Regions from separate parts of the Mus musculus genome. Here all the other regions are linked to region 5. A link is a contact called in public HiCAR-type, HiChIP or PLAC-seq and promoter capture Hi-C data. All regions are on one chromosome and are shown on one strand. The core of a region is the stretch at or near the end of the contact, and the rest is flanking DNA. Distances in the headings are between cores, read along the strand shown. Region 1 has its middle 30 kb from the start of Mrps33. Region 2 overlaps Braf (Braf transforming gene). Region 3 holds the start of Ndufb2 (NADH:ubiquinone oxidoreductase subunit B2). Region 4 holds the start of Adck2 (aarF domain containing kinase 2). Region 5 holds the start of Agk (acylglycerol kinase). Region 6 holds the start of Dennd2a (DENN/MADD domain containing 2A).

Region 1 (3,148 bases), core at 115-2,614, 540 kb after region 5:
ACACACCTTAAATTACACCCTGAAATCAAAGCTTAACTGGAGGCCACCCCAGTTAGATCAAGTCTGACTGTTGGCAGGCTTGAAGATGGAGGATGAGGCTACCGTAGGCCAATGTAAACACAGGAGGTCCTGACCACTCTGCTAGTGGCTATCTGGGGGGTAAAGTCTATAGTCCCCTGACCCAGGCTGGAAAAGTGAGAAACTTCCAAGTCACACTGATGCTATCTCCCCCACATTCCTAATCTTCTAGGAATTTCAGGGCTGCCTCGCCTCTACCGCCTTGAAATGTTATCTCGTATGAAAAAAAAAGGAGGCAAGAAATGCTATGTCTGGTAGGCCGCTTGCAACTGCAGACTTTAAAAATCCAAGCTGGAAAACAGCCTTAGAGAAGTAGCTAAAACCCCACGCCGAGGCTGTTGACCAGTCTGGCGTGCCAGCGGCTAAGTATTTTACCCTCGGTCCCTTCAGGTACAAATCAAACCGGAGTTACATAGGACTCTTAACAAACATGCTCTAACAGGCACATGTGTGGACTTGTGAAATCTGTGGTCACTTCCTAAGGCCGGGCTCACAAAGCCAGTTCTTAACAAACATGACTAAGAGTAGTTCCTCTTAGTCATGACGCCTGCGTTTCACATAGGTTCCAGAGCGAGGTTTTGCTGGGAGCTGCTGAACCAGTCATTTAGGCTTCTTCTAAGAGTGGATGATTATGAAGGCATATCATAAGTGGAACTGAAAAGCAAATGAACGCATCGCCAACAAAAATACTTAAATAATTTAAATTGGCCTAAAAAAAAAAAAAACACTCACACACAAACAAAAAACAAAAGCAAAAGCAAAAAAGCAAGCCAGCCCACTGTGTCTGCTTCCCGGCTAGCTGACTCTCGTTCTGTACCCTGGGGCTCACAGTTTCCTCCGAAGGAGCTGTTTCTGGTTATTACAGGAAAGGCATTCATTCCCAGGCAGATCTCCCCTACAGTTTAGCTCCTCTGGCCTCACACCCGATGTGTGTTTACCCAGTGTCTCCCTGTCTCTGTGTGGTTGGTGTGTGTGTTTGGGGGATGGGGAGGGGGAGGGGGCGCGTGCGTCAAAGCCAGGACCTCTACCACTGAGTTACGTACTCAGGCCTCTTGTGCTTTATTGTACTTTAGTTTCTGTTGGTTTCCCTGCAAAAGGAGCGACAGAACCTTTTACAACAAACACCAAGCAGTCATATACCATCAGTCCTTAAATCCACGGATATCTTAGTCTCCTCTAGAAGCTCAGAAAGAAAACCAAGAGGAAGAAAAGGAGCACAGAGAACTAGGGGGTGAAAGGTCATTTGTCCGGGGAGGAGAATTTCCCAGTAACACCCCACCCCCTCCCCCCTGGCTTTCTGTGACCGGCAGCTCATCCTGCTGTCAGCAGACAGCCGCTCAAAGCGCTCCTGCTGAGATTTGCAGTCCAACTGGTTCCTAACAGGCAGCAGTTTTAACGACAAGAATCTTTACCTTTGCCTTCCAGACCCAGGAAGAGATAAGTCTGTGTGGCTGCAGGTTCCCCAGCCAGCTGCCTCTAACTCCCGCACTCCGGAGACTAAGGCAGGAAGATCACCAAGCCACAAGTCCGGCCTGAGCTGCACGCATACAACGCGAGACCCTGTCTATACGATTTCATTTTAAAAACAAAAGTTAAATATACACATACCAAAAAAGAAAGAAAGAAAAGAAAAATAGAAGGCTTTATTGAATCTTATCAAGTGGAGATAATGTTCTGAAGTTAAAAATAGGTTTGTAAAAGGGAGCTGGTGGGCACAGCACTCACTGCCCTTGCAGAGAACCCAGATCCAGTTCCTGTCCAGACGTCGCTCACAAGCATCTGTGACTCAAGTCTGGAGCCCTTTTCTGGCTTCCATGGGTCTAGACACACAAAATGATCGTACACATAAACTTTTTAGATATACAAAAGTAACCAGGCATGGTAGCCCATACTTTTAATCCTAGCTCAGGAGGCAGATCTCTGAATTCAAGGCCAGCCTGATCTAAATAACAAGTTCCAGGGATACACAGAGAAACCCTGTCTCAAAAATGAAAAACAAAAAACAAACACACACACACACACACACATACATATATATGTGTGTGTGTACATATATGTATGTGTATATGTATGTGTGTGTATATACATATGTATATGTGCAAGTTGGACAGTTGGTCCAGCTTGAAAGCACTGGCTGTTCTTCTGAAGGGCATGTTTGATTCCCAGCACCCACGTATTGGCTCACTATCATCTATAACTTCAGTTCCAGGGGATCCAAAGCCCTCATCTGACTTCTATGGGGTTCTAGGCACACATAAACATGCAGGTGAAATATTCCTAGACATAAAAAAATAATTCTTTAAAAACACAAAAAGGAACTGAAGGTATAGTATAGTTCAGTGGTAGAGCATGTTTTTAGTATGCAGAAGACCCTAAGTTCCAACCCCAACACCATTTTTTTAAGTAATTGAAACAAACACAAACAAAAGTCAAACAAACAAAACAGCCAGGCATGGATGGCAGCTCATGGTGGGAAAGCAGGGAGATTATGAGTTCAAGTGTTGCCTGCAGAGCAAAATTTTTGTCTCCAAATAAGGTGGGGGCAGATATGGAGCAAAAGGGCTGTGGCCGCAGTTCAACAGCAGAGTATTGGCCCAGCACACTTGCAAAGCTCTGGGTTAGATCCAAGGAAAAGGAAAAGGAAAAGAGGTGGGGGGTGGGGAGGGAAAAAGGAGAGAGGAAGAGGGGGGAGGGGAGAGAGAGGAAGAAACGAAGGGAGAAAGCTAGAAAGGAAGGAATGGCTTAAGTGCATAAAGATTTAAGTTTCTATCACTAAAAAGATACAGGGAAGTTTGCCGTATAAATAAATGTTTGATGATCGAGTCAAAGACACCTCCATTTTCACAGGGCAACAGACAAGATGATGACTGCAAATACAGTTAAACAACAAACATCTGGTAAAGTGAACAACTCCATTTAAGAATTGGAGAACCAAAAAACGAAAGCTGGAAATACAGTAAACTCTGCCAATTTACTAAAAGATGTGCTGAGATGTGGGTTTCTCAGCTAGCGTGGGGTTAGAGTGTCCTTTCACACACTGCTGGTGGCTGGGAGCAAAGCCTGACAGGAC
Region 2 (3,312 bases), core at 509-3,008, 640 kb after region 5:
ATTAAAGCTGTGCACCACCACGCCCGGCAATACTTATTCTTAATACAGGTGTTACATACCTGTAATCCCAGGTCTCTCACAGACTGAAGCAAGCAAATTCTAAGCTAATTCATGCAATTTAGCAACTCTGTTTTAAAATTTAGAAAGAAATTAAAGGGTTAAGTATAGTTAAGTGAGAGTGTTTAGCTAGACTGCACGACATTCGCGGTTCAATTACTGGGACAGAAAGAGGGAGGGATGAACGTAATGACTCAGGTGCAGGAGATCTGTGAACTGTGGAAGCCATTACCATAAACTCTCAAACAGTATTACTTTCAGTATTACTCAAAAGAATTTCTTTATCCATTAGCATCTGTTCCTTCCAGTCCTCGGAATGACTGATCTTTTGATTGATGATAATGTTGGAATAATAATCCATAAAATATGGGAAAGAGTACAGTATAGACCAAAGTCTGGGAAGATGTTAGAAATATTCATGTTGACCTGAAACCTATTCGTGTGCTAGTGAGATGTAAAGTCAAGGTGGAGTAGTGTTCATTCAAGGTTGTGAACGTCCCAGAGTCAGACTCTGGCATCATTTCAATCTTTTGTAAAGCCTATGGTATGAATATCTCTGGGTCTTGAAGACAGAATGGAAATAAATGCCTAAATTTCTAAGGCAGGGATATTAGAGAGCAGTCATATTTGACAGTTAGGATTACTATGACTATGATGAAACACCATGACTAAGAAACTTGAAGAGGTAAGAGTGTATTTGCCCTCTGTATCCTGAATCACAGCCCGTTGAGGGAAGCCAAGGCAGGAACTCAAGTGAACAAGAATGTGGAGGCAGGAGCTGATGCAGAGACACGCCATGAAGGAGTGCTGCTTACTGGCTTGTTCCTCATGGCCTGCTCAGCCTGCTTCCTTTTATTTTTCCCCCTTTTATTAAAAATAGATTTATTTTTCATATAATCTATCCTGATAACAGTCACCCCGCCCTCTACTCCTCCCAGATCCTCCCCACTTTCCCCCTCATCTGAAGCCACTCCCTTTCTGTCTCTCAGTAGAAAACATATAGGCTTCTCAAGGAATAATAATATAATAATATAAAACAAGAACTAACACATCAAAATTTTAAAAAAAAAACAAAACAGACAGACAGAAAGAAAAGAGCCCCCAAAAGGAGAAAAAAAAAAACCTAAAAATTCAGAGACCCATTTATTCGAACACTAAACCCGAAGCCATGATATATATGCAAAGGATCAGTACGGTAAAAAGAGAGAAAATATAAATAAAATGAAATACAAATTTTTAAAAATTAAGTGGTGAGGGCACTGTTGCTATAGAGACAAGGAACTTCCAGAAAACTCAGTGCTATTGAGGTTTTTGTTTTGCTTTTGTTTTCTGTTGCTCATCTACTGCCAGGCTTGCAGCATATCCTTAAGAGAAGTTTGTTTCCCTCAATGAAACTCCCTTGAAAAAACAAAATTTTCATTTTCAGCCTGCTCTTTTTATAGCATCCAGTACCAAGTCAGGGGGTGGCACCACCTACAATGGGCTGGGCCTTGTGCAGGAAATATTAAAAAAGAACTGGCTCGTTCCCGAGATTGTGCCTGCAACTCTGCCCTGTAGGGCTGACCAGCCATCCCCCCTGGGCCCTCTCTCACCTCCCCCTCCTCTTCTTCCGTCCAGCCCGGAAGTCTCCCCTACTTACCCAGTGATTTTCTCCTTTACTCATTAGGGGATAGGTGACAAGAAGTCACCAGTATACAAGACTCCATTCTCCCTGGAGAGTGGAATTAGCATCAAAATACAAGCAACCCCTGGGCTATCCACCACCGGGCACTTCTATATCTATTAAGGAAATGCCCTACAGGCTTGCCTATAATCTGATTTTAGGAAGGCATTTTCTCAGTTGGGATTCCCTCCTCTCAGATGACTGGCTTCTGTCAAGTTGACATACAGCTAACAAGTACAGCACTGAATGCAGCCGAAGTAACTTGTTAAACTGAACTGTGAGAATGAAAAAAACTATTGATAATGTGGTGAAGTGATAGTTTGTAATCTGTGCTGAAGAAATTGGTATATTTTCAAAATTTAACATTAATACTTTGATAAGGGAAGAATATTTGGAAAATTCATTGTTTCCAATAATTCTTTTTTATAAGGCTAATTTTATATAATAACCATGTTTGCCTAGGCCTCAGTAATAAGAATATTTGATTTATGTAAGAAAGAACTTGTCTCCCAGGCATTTCTAAACCTTTAAGGGTAAGAATTGTCTGCCTTGTCTGTTTTTGTAGTCTCAGCATAAACGATGCCAGTATAGAGATAAACAACGAATATTTATTGAATGAATATAGACTCAATAAATGAAGCATATTGAGAAAGGCACCCTTATTAATTAGCCTCTTGATATGAAAACTAAACAGAAAGATTTGAATTGATTTGATGGTAACTCTCTATTCTGTTCGTGACAGTTCTAGACTACGAAATTGTCAAAGGGGAATTTTTCCAGAGTTCAGGCTCCTTACCTCAGTACTTTCACTATATTTTCTCCTTTCAAAAGTTGTTCAGGAAAAAAAAAAAAAAAGTTGTTCAGTAAGATAAATATTCAGTACACCAGAGTGCTGTAGCCTTTATTGAAATGAGATTGCTCTTGCATTCTCCCCTTCCTCAGGTAATTCCTGCGGTATAATTTCTGCTTATGAAATACAGATTTCCTAGTGTGGTCCATATACTCCTTGCACTTTCCAACACATTACCTGACATTCAGTTTAGAAATCTGTGGGGTTCCCCCCACCCAGTACCTTAAAATATGTTCTTTGTTAAAAAATTCTCTGCACACAGGCCTCTTTTTAAAGTTTTTATTGTGTGTTGTTTTATGTTGTACTCATGAGGCTGGGGCATGCACATGCATGTGGAGGTCAGAAGACAGCTTTCAGAAGTTAGTTCTTTCCTTTCATTGTGGGTTCTAGGGATCAAACTCAAGTTTCAGGCTTGCTCAGCTAGCACTATTACCTGCTGAGCCATCTTGCTAGCCCAGTAAACTTCTTGAGAAAAAGGAAATGTCATATTATAATCCTTGATTCTCTCTTGTAGAGGTTCATAAATGTTTCTAGTACTGCATCTGTTTGGGATGTTAGGGAACAAAAGGGCTAAATTACTCTAGGCTGAGGTGATTTCCATTGTCTGAAAGAACTGTGGATATGTATATTCCAATCAATGCCATCTCTTTACTTTCAGTATCATTCTGTTCCTTTAGAATTTGGTATTTAATATGGTAAGCCATTTTACTTTATAGCTTTTGTCAAATGGGATGTTTAAAAG
Region 3 (3,217 bases), core at 86-2,585, 730 kb after region 5:
ACAATGTACTTTCATATAATAAATAAATAAATCTTAAAAAAAAAAAAAAAAGTATCAGTAACTGAGCACAAATGCCTGGGAAGCCAGTACTGAAGCTGGCATTCACAGGGATCCCACTCTGACGACTCAGAGACCCAAGACAAGTGGTCTATCATTAGACTCCTGAATCAAGCTGTAGCCCCATAATGAAAGGGCGAAAAGTAATAATAAATCAACGAGAAGGAAACTGAAACTTAGTTACCAGAAGCCAAACTTCAGGTAAGTTTCCACCTGAACTATTGCTGGGTTGGACCTTTTGTGGCCCAAAAACCCAAACCAAGGGCTGGGAACTTAGATGAATAGTGGAACCCTTCTTCCCCCGTTGGAGGTAAGGGAAATCCAAGCTAAGTAGTGAAACTGGACGGGAAGCATCCCCAAAACGGTATGAAGATCTTAAAAGAAATCTCGGTGGACAAAACCTGCCAGGTTATATGCGAGCGAGAGAGAGACAGAGACAGAGAGACAGAGACAGACAGAGACTGAGAGACAGATCAATACAACAAAATAAAGCTATAAGTATTACAAATCTCGGGTGGAGAGAAGGCAAAATGAGTAAGACACAGCATCCAATCTAGGATTTAAAGTGCCAAATCTAAACACTGACTTGGGGGCGCACGCCTTTAATCCCAGCACTCCGAAAGCAGAGACAGGAGGATCACTAATGAGTTCCAGGTCAGTCGAGGCTACACAGTGAGGCTCAAAAAAAGTGCCAAATTTTAATCGTAAAAATGTACCTAATGGTGAAAAGAACAGACTATACTACCTTACTGACTCAAGGTCTCCGTGTCTGCCCTGCCTGGACCCGTCTTGTCTCTGAGCCCATCTCCACCCGTCTCCATGCGCTCGGGACCTCCACTAGCCAGCTGCTTGGAAGGCTCAGTCCGGGAGACTGTGCGGGACTGGATTCTTATCACTCGGGTCTTAGTTAACGCCTCTCTCCCGCAACCCTGCGCCATCCCTTCACCTCTAGCCCACCAAGCCGACTAAAAGGCCAGTCTCGGTCCAGGCAAAACTACAAGACCCAGCATGCCTCGGGCGGCAGCGGAGTTTCACGCACCCTCCCGGGCGACTGCTTCAAGGTGACAGCGTCCGGATGGCAGCGCTGCCTGTTCAAGCCGGCCGAACCCTCGCCCCCGCCCGACACTCACTGACGGACTCCACTGTCTCCAGCCGCCCGCGCGCGGCAGCCCCGGAGCAGGCGGCCTCCGACGCGGCCGAAAGGTACCAGACGGGTGAGCGCAGACATACTAGCAAGACTGCAGTTCCCACCCCTGATGCGTCACTTCCCCGAGTCCCGGCCCGTGACGTCACTGCGTCGCACTGCGTCTCTACCCGGGCTGATGGTAGGCCACAGGGGACAAGTTCAAGCCATTGGCGGACCTTAGAGGCTCCAGGTTAACGGGCAGATAGGTCGTCCTTCAGGAGGAGCCCTGGCTGCCTCGTGGCACAGCCTGGCAAGGTGCTCTTGGCTGACCTTACTGCTGCTCCCTGCTTTGGCTCATATAGACGGTGCTTTCATGCATGTTCTTGCCACTGTGGGCCCTTGTTAAAGGCCTAAGCCCTTTCTGAACCACGCAATGTTTATTTTATAACATCGCAATGTTTATTTTATAGCATCGTTGTTTCAGCATTGTTCTGAATGACTAATCAGCCAGGGTGTTAAATTTCAGAACCTGGACTGGTGGCACGGGAATCACCTGAGGAACCCAACCCGGCACACTCGGAATAAGTCGGCCAGGAACATGGGGGAAAGTTCCTAACGCCTCGAGCCTTAGCCAATTCGAGGTTTTTTGGCATTTCCTCTTGTTATTAATGTAATAAGCAAGCAGAAAAATAAGGACATGAGGGCAGTCCAGTTAAGATGCAACACCAAGATGGCAACAAATCGAGACCTGACTTCAGCCGTAGAAATGTACTCGCAGTGGGAGCTGTAACACAAATAGATGCACGTAGACGCGCAGATGCGCTCAGTCTCCGGCCATTAGTGGGGAGGGAATATGAATTTTCAAGCTCATCCTCATAAAACAAGACATACATATCTGTTCCGAGTTACTAGGTCTATAGGATAGCCTACTGTCATCTTTCCAGAAAAACTAATTTTTTCACTCACTTCAGATTTCCTTCAAGAAACAAAGGCTCCACTGGCTATTAAAATAGTCCGCCTTCCTCGGCCTGCTTTTTTCTCTCAGTATTGCCTCTGTTGAAATCTGGATAGACTCCAAACCTAAGACTACTCCTAACCCCAAGAGGTTGTGAGAAACGGACTTTTTTCTATAAACAGTAGCTAGCACACCAACAGTCAATACTCTAATAATCTCCACCTTGTAAAATTATTCAAGTATTTTAATCATCTGGAAAACCTGTTTACACAAAGGCCTTCCATTCTGACGACAAGAGCTATGGACCCCTTCCTTCCCTCCTTCCTTTGCATCTATTAGGAACTATCCAACCATGGCAGAGTCTGAGGTCGCACTCTACCAATAGGATGAGACACAGTCATCACCTGTATTAGAATAACAACTGAACTTCCCGCCCTAGTGTGCTTGCAAGGCCACTGTAAGTTATGGCACATTTTACCAAAAGAAAAATTAATAATAATAATAATAATATGTTGCTTTGCAGGATTACTTTCGCTATGATCTAGTGGGTAGGGGTGTGTGTGATACCAAGAATATTGATTCCAACAAGGTCTTCCCTGGTACATTATGGTTTGGGTTGGTTGATTTGAAGAACATGCAGTTTTAGGTTATAACATTAGTGTACCAACATCACATATTAGAAATTTGCTATGATGTTTCATATTCAAGAGTCAAGTACTCATCAAGGCCAGACTTGAATTTAGTGACTTGGAAGCATCAAATATGACTGATAATTTGCCTTCTGTGCCCATATGTGGGCCTCTTTGCCCTTTTATGTAACAGGAAACCTGTCCTAGGAGTCAAACCCAAGGGAGACCTTGAGTGTTGTTATGTGTGGGCTCACATGTACCATGGCATAAATGTGGTGATCAGAGCACAGTCAATCAAGAGATTATTCTCTTCTTCTGCCATCTGAGATCCAGGCTTCCATTATTTTATTTGTGTGTGTGTGTGTGTGTGTGTGTTGCCACTGCATCCACGCAGTCAGAGGAAATCTGCAGGAATTGGTTCTCCTTTGTCATGCAGGTCCCATGAACTCA
Region 4 (3,012 bases), core at 199-2,698, 750 kb after region 5:
TCAGTCTTAGAACAGAAAGCAATGTGCCCCTCACGAGGGTCTCTTTCGGATCTGGGGCAGACAGCTCAGTGGGTAGGTACTTGATTAAAGTGCTAGGCAAGGTCTGAGAGCACTTACTTTCACTGCCACTGGGATGAGGTGATCTGACTTAGGCAGATGCCAGGGAGCCTGAGACACACCCACTTCTGACCCACCAAGGTCAGCTTTAGGAAGAAGCAGTTTTTCTAGAAATGCTTCGTCGGCAAGGTTTTCTGAAGGCTTCCGGTCTTTCATAAAGGGCTCTCTCTGCATCACCACGGCCCTGGTTCCTGGGGCAGAGAGCTCCCCAAGTCTCCAGATCCTGTCTTCCTCCAACAAGGAAATACTAGCGAACGCTTTGTACACTTGGGCCACACAACCTGAACCTACAGGTTCCCGGGTCTCGAAAAAGAGGAGGCTGCCCCAATCCTCCCCAAATGCCTGCTGGAGTAAGTATTCCGTCCTTGCCCAAGGGTGGGGGGTCACCTGGACATGCAGCTTGGAGAACTGGGTACAGAAAGCCTCTGAAAAGAGGTCGCGCCGGGTGCTGGCCCATTGGCCCAATTTGATATATGTTGGGCCTGAGGTCTCTGTAGCTTTGAAAAGCAGATGGAGCCAGAGGGTGGAGAGGCCAGGGGCCAAGTAGGTGAGAGGGTACAAGAAGAGGAGGGGGAAGAATTTCGCCAAGAGCACACCAGCGCGGAGCCCTAGGCGGAGACACAGTAAGACGCGGGCCAGAGGCCCTTCTTGGGCCACCTTCTCCACTAGTCCATTTTCCGCCAGGTCACTCCAGTGAGTCTTTCTCTGGCACAAGCTGCCAGGCGCCCCCTCTCCAACACTGCCATGGGCTGAGATTAATTTGGGCAAAGTACCTAGCAGAAACCAACATAGTCTGGCATTGCGAGAGCATCCCAGGGGTCTGGAATGCCCAAGTTCCTTTCTGAACTCAAAGCATCTTAAGTGTGACAAGCAGACCCTGACAGACAAACGCCAGGGGGTCACCATCCTCTCTAGACCCCTTGGCCTAGACTGCTTGTTCTCTACCTAAAGGGAAGCCATTGTGGAGACGCTCCGTGCCGAAGCGGGGATGAGTCGGACCGCGCCCCCTAGCGCAGCCCAGGAGGGGAGGGATAACGGGGACCTGAGCCGGGGACCACGGGTGACAAGCTGTCCAGCGCCAGAGCTCAGAGTGCAGGGAGTCGCCGAGCGCCAGGGACGGAGATGCGGACCCGCGGCCTAGAGAGAACGACGAAGCCTCAGAGGGCCGCGGGAAGACCTGAGAGGCGCGCTCCGGCGGGCTCACGGGCCAGGCTCCCGGGGGGCGGCGGAGATGCCGAGCCGATGGCTCGGGACCTGCACAGAGCGGGCAGTGACAACCAGGCAGAGAGAGAGAGCACTAAGCGTCCGGGCCAGCGCTGCTCCCAGCTTCCGGTACCTGGTTCCGCCCTCTCTGCCCACGACATGCTCCTTAAAGGGGCCACGGCGCGAACTAGGGCAAAAGCGCCTGGGCACATCGAGTTCCTGTGATGATTTAGAGAAAAAACGCAGACGCGAGCTCTGTAGCCCTCTTTTCCGCGTCTGCCTTTCCTCTTCACAGCCTCGTAGCTTAAATCCTAGAAATATTAAACTACACTGAATATTACAAGTGGGTCCAAAGGAAGGACAGATTTTTCAGCTGCTGAGTTCTTGAGTCTCAGGCTACGCTGACTTAGCGGCGGTGTTTAGACCTTAGGGAATGGCTTATACACTTAACTAAGACTTATTGAGCCAAATCAGGTCTTTCTTGAATTTAATTTAATATTTGTTGAGTCACAAGAATATATACTAAACTAGATAGGTAACGATATTATTTTATGTCAAGCCCAACGAAATAAATGAGTTCGATCCGTGGAACCTACATGAAGGAAGGATGTCACCAATTCCTTTTAAGTCGTGTCCCCCACATACAAAATAAATGTCATAGAAATAAAAATGTAGCAAGGGCCACAGAAGCAGTGAGGAGCTGGTTGAATCATAGGCTGGGCTACTTTGGAGAAGAAAAAAAGGGTGTTGGGAGAGGAGCCAAATAAAAGTTCCAAAGTAGGAAAGACTTTTGATGTTCTGAGGGGTGTGTGTGTGTGTGTGTGTGTGTGTGTGTGTGTGTAGGTGATAGAGCATGGGAACTGAGCCTACATAGCCAGGGAAAGGGCTTGCAATTTCTTCTCAGCGCTCTGGAACTTAAAAAGCTGCCTGCCCTGGGGCACCACAGTCCCTACTACCTATCAACAGCTTTTGTCCCTGTGTGGAAAGAAATTTGCACAAAAGTCTGACCAAGGGTAGATTTAAAGACATCCCAGGTGAAAAGGATTATAGAAAAAGAGAAACAAGGACAAGGCCAGGGTTCCTATCACTGGACATGTCATTCAACCTCAAGACACACACCCCCTGGCCATCCAGAAGGCTCAGAAGATATAGTAATTTCTCCAAAGGTAAGATCAGGGCCACTAACAGTCAGGAATAGTGGAGTGGCCAATGGCTCTTCCTGTATGGTCAATAACAGTCCAGTTCCTAACTCTAAAAGATGGGGTACACCCTTTGGGTTTCCCAAGGCAGACATGATGCCTTACACTGCTTTGAAATGTGGTCAGGTGTCAGGCACGGTGCCCTCACTTTCAATTCCAGTAGGAAAGAAGGAAGGAAGGAAAGAAGGAAGGAAGGAAGGAAGGAAGGAAGGAAGGAAGGAAGGAAGGAAGGAAGGGGGAGGTAAGGAAGGAGGGAAGGAGGGAAGGGAAGGAAGGGGTGGGCAAAATCTGTGAGTTGGAGGTCAGTCTGCTTTGTATAGCAAGCTCCAGGCCAACAGGGACTACATAGTGAGACCCTGTTTCAAAAAAGCAAAATAGGGCTTGGAGAGCGATGGCTCAGTGGTTAAGAGCACTAGTTGTTCTTGCAAAGGCTCTGGGTTCCATTCTTAGCACCCGCATGGGGTTTACAGCCATTCCTAATGAACAAGTTCCA
Region 5 (2,975 bases), core at 116-2,615:
TGAATCCGCACTAAGGTCTTTGGATATTATGTTTAAAACAATATTATGTTTAAAACTTGAGATTTTTTTTTTTTAGCAGATGAATAACAATCACATTTGAGGTGCAGAATATAAAACAGACTGCCAGAACCTGAAAGTAAATCTAAAAGGAGCCATTCGAGGGGTGACTGCCACAAATTCTAGACAAGAGTCAACAAATGATTTGGAGGTCTTTATGAAATAGAAATGGGCAGGGCTTGATGATCAACTGATTGCAAGAGGTGAAGGACGAGGAAACGGAGCCAGGTTTTGTGCTTGGGCAACGGATTGTTAAGTGATTTCAAGGCTTTGGATTTACATTGTAGGTTTGTGGGGAAACAGTGTGCAGTTAAGGAGACTCTAGACTGTTCCACCTGCTGGAAGGCTGGAACATCACCCAAGTAGAGAGGGGCATGGAACGAATATCGGACAGTCGACAACACTCTGAGTGGACTGTCTTTTTAAAAAGCCACGCCCACCCTGTCTTAAATGCTTTCTATATTATTAAAAGATGAGGGAAATATGCAGGCAGCCTAGTGTGCAAAGAGGACTGGCCAAGGTGCTTAACGAAATCCTAGCTTTGTCGTTTACAGATGGTGAGACCCTGGATAAGTCAATTAACATTTTCCCTAGAGAAAAAGGGAAACACCATTAATTTTTGCAGTGAAGCAGTTGTGAATAAAATCTGTATTTGTCTTCACAATCTGTAATACATTCAGTGTATATTCCCTTCTCAGTAGCCAAAATTTTCATTCTCACTAATGTCAGTTAAAAATCTCAAATTTTATGCCTAAATTAACATATCTTTGCCTTCCAAACAGGCTTTCCCCAAACCCAAAAACTCTCAAATTCTGACCCTCTTCTGACAAGAAAAGTAGGGGTTTTCTCACTAAAGAGCTTTTTAGAACAGATTCTAGTCATCCACATCTGCAGAACCTAATAAATAGAACGAATGAACCGACCCACCCTTTAGGGTTCAAATATTACTGGCCCCGTTTTTTTGTTCCGGAGTACCCCACAGCCCAAGGTGGGAAGTAGCTGAGGGGTTCACAGGTTAGGGACGGCTCTGGGACTCGAACCGGCACACCTGACTCGCAGGGACAACGGGCGTGCACGCCATGCTGGCCCGGCCCAATCTCCCCTCCTCCCGCCCCACCGCAGTCAGCAACCGCGTGGCCGATCCCCGGACGCCAGGCGGGTTCCCCGGACGCTCTGCTCAACGCAGCCACCAGCGGCTGCGCTCCACACCCTGACAACACACATCCCGCGGCCCTAGCTTGCTCCCCGAACTCACCGCTGCCCGCCGCTCAGCGCCCGGCCTTTCCTGTGTGCTCTCACAAAACTCTCCCTCTCTTTTCAGGGAAACCGCTCCCTCTGCTCTCGGGTTCCGACGCGGAGCAGCGCGAGCCAGGCGGGGGCGAGCCCTCCCGTGACCTAGGGATGGGCTCGCAGCAGCCACCGCCCTCCCTTCCCTTTCTCTCACATTACTTGTTCATTCAATCTTTCATCTATCCATCTGTCGCCAGCCAGTCGTTTCTGGAAAGTTCACAATACATAATAAGAACAGTTTTACGATTTGGAACTAAATCAGAAAGTAATTAAATGGCTAAGGCATAGTGGTAAATGAAACAAAATAAAACAAAACCCAGCGACAGGGCGGGAGATGAGGAGGCACTGTGTTAAATTAACGAGCGGAAGTTTGAGCTCCAGAGAGCAGGAAGATGATGATCAGGTCTGGATGCACGGAAGAGCAGGGTGGGGTGGGAGTGGGGCTGAGGCTGGGGAAATCAGGCACAAAATCACAGAACCCTTAGGCCTGTGTGCTGGAGGCAGAAAGAGCTATGAGAAAAGGGAGCCATGCAGCAGGAGAGCCCACAGGGGTGTTGGACAACAGAAAAATGTGTCTTGTTAAAATATAAAGATCGCTGGGCTGAAGATGAAGGGCAGGTGCAGAGAAGCTTCCTGTTAGCTGCCTTACACCAAGGCAGTTACAAAAACTTTTTATCTTGCCACCTTTCACTGCGAGGAAGATGTCAACAAAATAAAACAGATTTTGCTGCAAAGAGGACTCTTAGAAGTCTGCCCTGAGGGCACAACATTGCTGTCTTAAATGGGAACAGTTTTTCAGTAGGAACATCTTCAAATGGGAACTCGCCTGAGATGTCCCAAGACTGGATCCACTAATATTTGATCTCTAGGGACTCCCATCTTCCACAAGATGTACAAGCAATTAAAGGTTACTGGGCCAGAGGGGCTGAGGAGTGTTGAGGGAACTTCTTCACTGGTATTGCCTCCTCTAAGTTGCTCATGTTCCTATAGGTAATTCCTCACTACCCCAATCAAATTCATGGATCCACAAATCTAGACTTTAGTGGAATCATTTCTTCGGGGTCTGTTCCTGTCACTATCTGGAGAAAATAGACATTTCTTCACTGCTGTCTCCCTAGGAAACAGGAAATAAATGTATTCTGAGCCAAGTATGAATGGCAATGGTTTTGGAACACAGATTCAAGTTGCCCTGAATGACACGTTCCACCGTAGAATAGGTTAGTTGGACACTTATGAATCAGAAAATAAAATAAAGCCATGAGCCCATTTGTCTTAGTCAGGGTTTCTATTCCCGAACAAACATGACCAAGAAGCAGTTGGGGAGGAAAGGGTTTATTCAGCTTACACTTCCATATTGCTGTTCATCATCAAAGGAAGTCAGGACTGGAACTCAGACAGGTTAGAAAGCAGGTGCTGATGCAGAAGCCATGGAGAGATGTTCCTTACTGGTTTGCTTCCCCTGGCTTGCTCAGCCTGCTCTCTTATAGAACCCAAGACTACCAGCCCAGTGATGGTCCCACCCACAAGGGGCCTTTCCCCCTTGATCACTAGTTGAGAAAAATCTCATGGAGGCATTTCCCCAACTGAAGCTCCTTTCTCTGTGATAATTCCAACTGTGTCAAGTTGAC
Region 6 (2,941 bases), core at 9-2,508, 770 kb after region 5:
TTAGCATCTGGTGTTTCTCTGCTTGGACCCCTTTGCCTTTAGCATAATATTCAAATTCTGCCCAGGCCACTTGAATCCCTCCAGGCCTACCCATCGATCCTTATTCCCTCCCACTTAAGGGTCCCCCAAATACCATAATGTGACACCCCCACAACACCAGTCACACTCTTCCCTCTTTTCAGGCTGTCTTTTCTTGCCCTGTTTCTCCACCTTCTATAACTGATTCACTATCGCTGGTCACCAAAGCCCCAGAGAATGCCCCAGCCTGTGTTGGCTCCCTTAAGGCCCCCACAGCATTTTCAAGTGGACTCCAATTTGGCAATCCTTTTTTTTTTTTTTTTTTTAAGATTTATTTATTTATTATATGTAAGTACACTGTAGCTGTCTTCAGACACTCCAGAAGAGGGAGTCAGATCTCATTACGGATGGTTGTGAGCCACCATGTGGTTGCTGGGATTTGAACTCTGGACCTTTGGAAGAGCAGTCGGGTGCTCTTACCCACTGAGCCATCTCACCAGCCCCCCAATTTGGCAATCCTACTGTCTTAAAAACCTCCTGTGTGAGTGCTTTGACTGCACCCTGTGTACGTGGGACCGTGGGACCGTGGAACCGTGGGACCGTGGGACCGGTGTGCTGTAGAAAGCCAGTTCTCTGATCACTTTTCCTGACCAGGGCTTGGGACCCATTCTGTACCCTTCTGTAGGGAGGTGGGCCCCTGGATCCTTATGGCCCAGGCTCCTGAGTTGCTTAGGGGCAAATATGGACCCTTGGGTCCAAATAGCTTGTCTCATGACTGTGAGTTGTTGCTTATGGGCAAACTGGGCCTCGAAGGCCTATCTCATGACTGTCAGTTGCTTGGGGGCAAATGTGGAGCCCAATTCTGCCTGAGGCGTCCACCCTAACTGCTCAGAAACAAAGCAAGGGCAGGGAGTGTGGCTACGGCTTTGGTGCTGTCTAAATCTGGTTCTCGGCCCCTGGCTAAGCGCATCTCAAGAATGGACCTCAGTCGGGGTAGCAGAGAACCGGTTCGGCGATCTTCAGCACAGAAAAGGTTAAGCCACCGTCTCCCCCACCCCTCGAAAGGCGAGGGGGCGAGTGAGTGCGGCAGAAGGTCCTGTTTACCGTGGCTCCCCTCGGCGGCGGGCCCTGGGAGAGTGGTTGCTGTGGCAACCGGCCGGGCGCCCGCCAGCTGCGGATTAGCTCACTGGAGCCGCGGGATGGGTCGGGAGGAGGGGGCGCGCGTCACTGCAGACGGTCGCGGCGCAGCCCAGGGCAGAGGAAGGGGCCGCGCGCGCGGGAGGCCAGAGGAGACGCAGCACGCCTCCGAGGCCGGAGGCGGCGGGGACCGGACGGGAGCGCGCGCGGCGGGGACCCGAGGGGCTCGCGGCGGCCGGGGGAGGCCGCGCGGACAAAGGCGCGGAGGGCAGCGGGCCATGGCGCCCCAGGCCCCCGCCGCCCCTGCCCCGGGCGACCGCGAGTTGCGCCCCAGAACCCGCGGAGCCGACGCCCGTAGAGAGGTAGGGCTGGGCGCCGGAGTGCGGGCGACCTCGGGGGAGACCCGGGAGGGTACGCGCGGGGGCGACGAGGAGACTGCAGGCGCAAGCCGGGGCTCCTCGCAGGCGGCGCTGGGGACGCTTCAGCGGGGCCCTGGGGACCCGCGCAGGAAGCGATCCACAGCTCTTTCCCGGGTCGGGCTAACTTCAGGGCCGAAGAAACTTGCAGAAACTGGGCAGAGCCCGGCCCTGCGCTGTGCCGGAGCTCCCGGGCGGCTGTGAGTGAGTACGCGCGTGTGAGACCGAGTGTGTACGCTGGGGTGGGGGAGTCCAGGCGGCTCTAGTCGGGATTTGTCGTGGTGGAAAGTGGGGTACGTTGAAGTTTACTTCTCCCACTTTCCTCCCCAAGGATGGAGTTGGGAGTAGATGGAGCCCAGGGTAAGTCTCTTAACCACACAGGATATAGTCCTGTGCAGGAGAGTCACTGTGATATGGAGTCAGACCACTGAGCCAGAGGGAGCTCAGCGCCCGGAATCCTGTAGTGAGGGGCAGACACAGGAAGCTAAGGAGTGCCTTCCTTTGGCCCTGGATTGGAACAAGGAGAGAGCTGGGACCCTAATTTAACCAGCCTGCTGAGGAAGGAGCAGGCTGACTTCTGGCCGGGTGCTCTGATGGCTTTCAGGGTTGTGACTATAGCTCCCCAAAAGACAGGTAATTGTGGAGTGTGGTAATAGTGTTATAATAGGCACTTTACAGTAATTTGTTATGAAACACTTGCACCTGCTGTGGTTACTATAGAAAAGCCTTTCTCCTTCAGTACCAAACACCTGAAGAGTTGAATAGGCTCTTTAGGGAATGGACCACAGAGGAGAGAGTTGGAGATTCAGAGAGGAAGCAGAAGGCAAACAGAAACAGACAGTTTATTTATTTGAGACAGGGTCTCAGTATGTGACCCAGGCTGGCCTCAAACTTAAAGTCCTCCCTTTTGTCTTAACTCTCTAAATTCAGGATTACTGGTAGGCAGGCAGGCTCAGTTCAGGGACTTGTTTGTTTGAGGCAGGGTCTCAGGTAGCTTAGACAGACCTTGAACTTGATTTTGAATTAATTTTTTTAAATGTACTATATCTTTATGAGTTTCCCTGAATGTATGTCTGTACACCATGTTCATGCAGTGCCCACGGCCGCTCTAGTGCCTATCCTCTAGGACTGGAGTTAGTTACACACAGTTGTGGGCTGCTATGTGAGTGCTAGGAATTGAACCCAGGTCCTCTGGAAGAGCAGCCCGAGCTCGTGCTCTTAACTGATGAGCCATCTCTCTAGTCCCTGAGTCTACCTCCAAAACACTAGAATTACGGGAGTGTGGCACAAACCTTTATGAGATGTCTGGGGTCAAACCTGGGGCTTCCTGCTTGCTCAGTAAGTTCTCTACCAACTAAGCTATGTCTCCA

The links. Promoter capture Hi-C pulls out the DNA fragments that hold promoters and counts their contacts. HiCAR-type assays count read pairs that join an accessible place to other places. HiChIP or PLAC-seq counts read pairs in DNA pulled down with a chosen protein or histone mark.
Region 1: a contact with region 5 is called in an H3K27ac HiChIP or PLAC-seq map of embryonic stem cells, with 6 times the contacts expected there. The contact joins the enhancer-like site here to the promoter of Agk in region 5. A contact is called at or near these places in 2 of 39 promoter capture datasets (cranial neural crest and embryonic stem cells), 3 of 115 datasets of contacts at active chromatin or transcription factors (embryonic stem cells, pancreatic cancer cells and stem cell-derived neural progenitor cells) and 1 of 9 other capture datasets (embryonic stem cells).
Region 2: a contact with region 5 is called in a promoter capture Hi-C map of stem cell-derived epiblast-like cells, with 2.5 times the contacts expected there. The contact joins the enhancer-like site here to the promoter of Agk in region 5. A contact is called at or near these places in 5 of 39 promoter capture datasets (the 3T3-L1 cell line, 3T3-L1-derived adipocytes, cranial neural crest and 2 more) and 1 of 115 datasets of contacts at active chromatin or transcription factors (astrocytes).
Region 3: a contact with region 5 is called in an H3K27ac HiChIP or PLAC-seq map of embryonic stem cells, with 11 times the contacts expected there. The contact joins the promoter of Ndufb2 here to the promoter of Agk in region 5. A contact is called at or near these places in 3 of 39 promoter capture datasets (the 3T3-L1 cell line and cranial neural crest), 1 of 484 Hi-C or Micro-C datasets (embryonic stem cells) and 3 of 115 datasets of contacts at active chromatin or transcription factors (astrocytes, embryonic stem cells and forebrain).
Region 4: a HiCAR-type map of astrocytes shows a contact between it and region 5, with 4 times the contacts expected there. The contact joins the promoter of Adck2 here to the promoter of Agk in region 5. A contact is called at or near these places in 7 of 39 promoter capture datasets (the 3T3-L1 cell line, the C10 cell line, embryonic stem cells and 3 more) and 2 of 115 datasets of contacts at active chromatin or transcription factors (astrocytes and embryonic stem cells).
Region 6: a contact with region 5 is called in a promoter capture Hi-C map of liver, with 3 times the contacts expected there. The contact joins the promoter of Dennd2a here to the promoter of Agk in region 5. A contact is called at or near these places in 6 of 39 promoter capture datasets (the 3T3-L1 cell line, the C10 cell line, hippocampal neurons and 2 more), 3 of 115 datasets of contacts at active chromatin or transcription factors (astrocytes and embryonic stem cells) and 1 of 9 other capture datasets (embryonic stem cells).

Annotation. Positions count from the first base shown.
Region 1 is chr6:39,779,322-39,782,469 of GRCm38.p6, reverse strand. No RefSeq gene overlaps it. Among named protein-coding and RNA genes, the nearest start is that of Mrps33, 30 kb to the left of the region's middle. Within about 2 kb of position 1,364, at least 194 of the 459 cell types and tissues checked have an H3K27ac peak or open chromatin away from gene starts, as enhancers often do. A contact at or near this core is called in embryonic stem cells, where this site is marked.
Region 2 is chr6:39,678,952-39,682,263 of GRCm38.p6, reverse strand. All of the region lies in intron 2 of Braf (Braf transforming gene), which reads left to right. Among named protein-coding and RNA genes, the nearest start is that of Braf, 45 kb to the left of the region's middle. Within about 2 kb of position 1,758, at least 23 of the 459 cell types and tissues checked have an H3K27ac peak or open chromatin away from gene starts, as enhancers often do. A contact at or near this core is called in stem cell-derived epiblast-like cells, where this site is marked.
Region 3 is chr6:39,590,683-39,593,899 of GRCm38.p6, reverse strand. It overlaps Ndufb2 (NADH:ubiquinone oxidoreductase subunit B2), which reads right to left and starts at 1,335. Exons shown (of 4, transcript NM_001358797.1): 1 at 1,188-1,335. The coding sequence starts at 1,285.
Region 4 is chr6:39,572,312-39,575,323 of GRCm38.p6, reverse strand. It overlaps Adck2 (aarF domain containing kinase 2), which reads right to left and starts at 1,448. Exons shown (of 8, transcript NM_178873.3): 1 at 118-1,448. The coding sequence starts at 1,023.
Region 5 is chr6:40,323,868-40,326,842 of GRCm38.p6, reverse strand. It overlaps Agk (acylglycerol kinase), which reads right to left and starts at 1,365. Exons shown (of 16, transcript NM_023538.2): 1 at 1,313-1,365.
Region 6 is chr6:39,556,151-39,559,091 of GRCm38.p6, reverse strand. Dennd2a (DENN/MADD domain containing 2A) reads left to right here and starts at 1,258. Exons shown (of 19, transcript NM_172477.4): 1 at 1,258-1,517.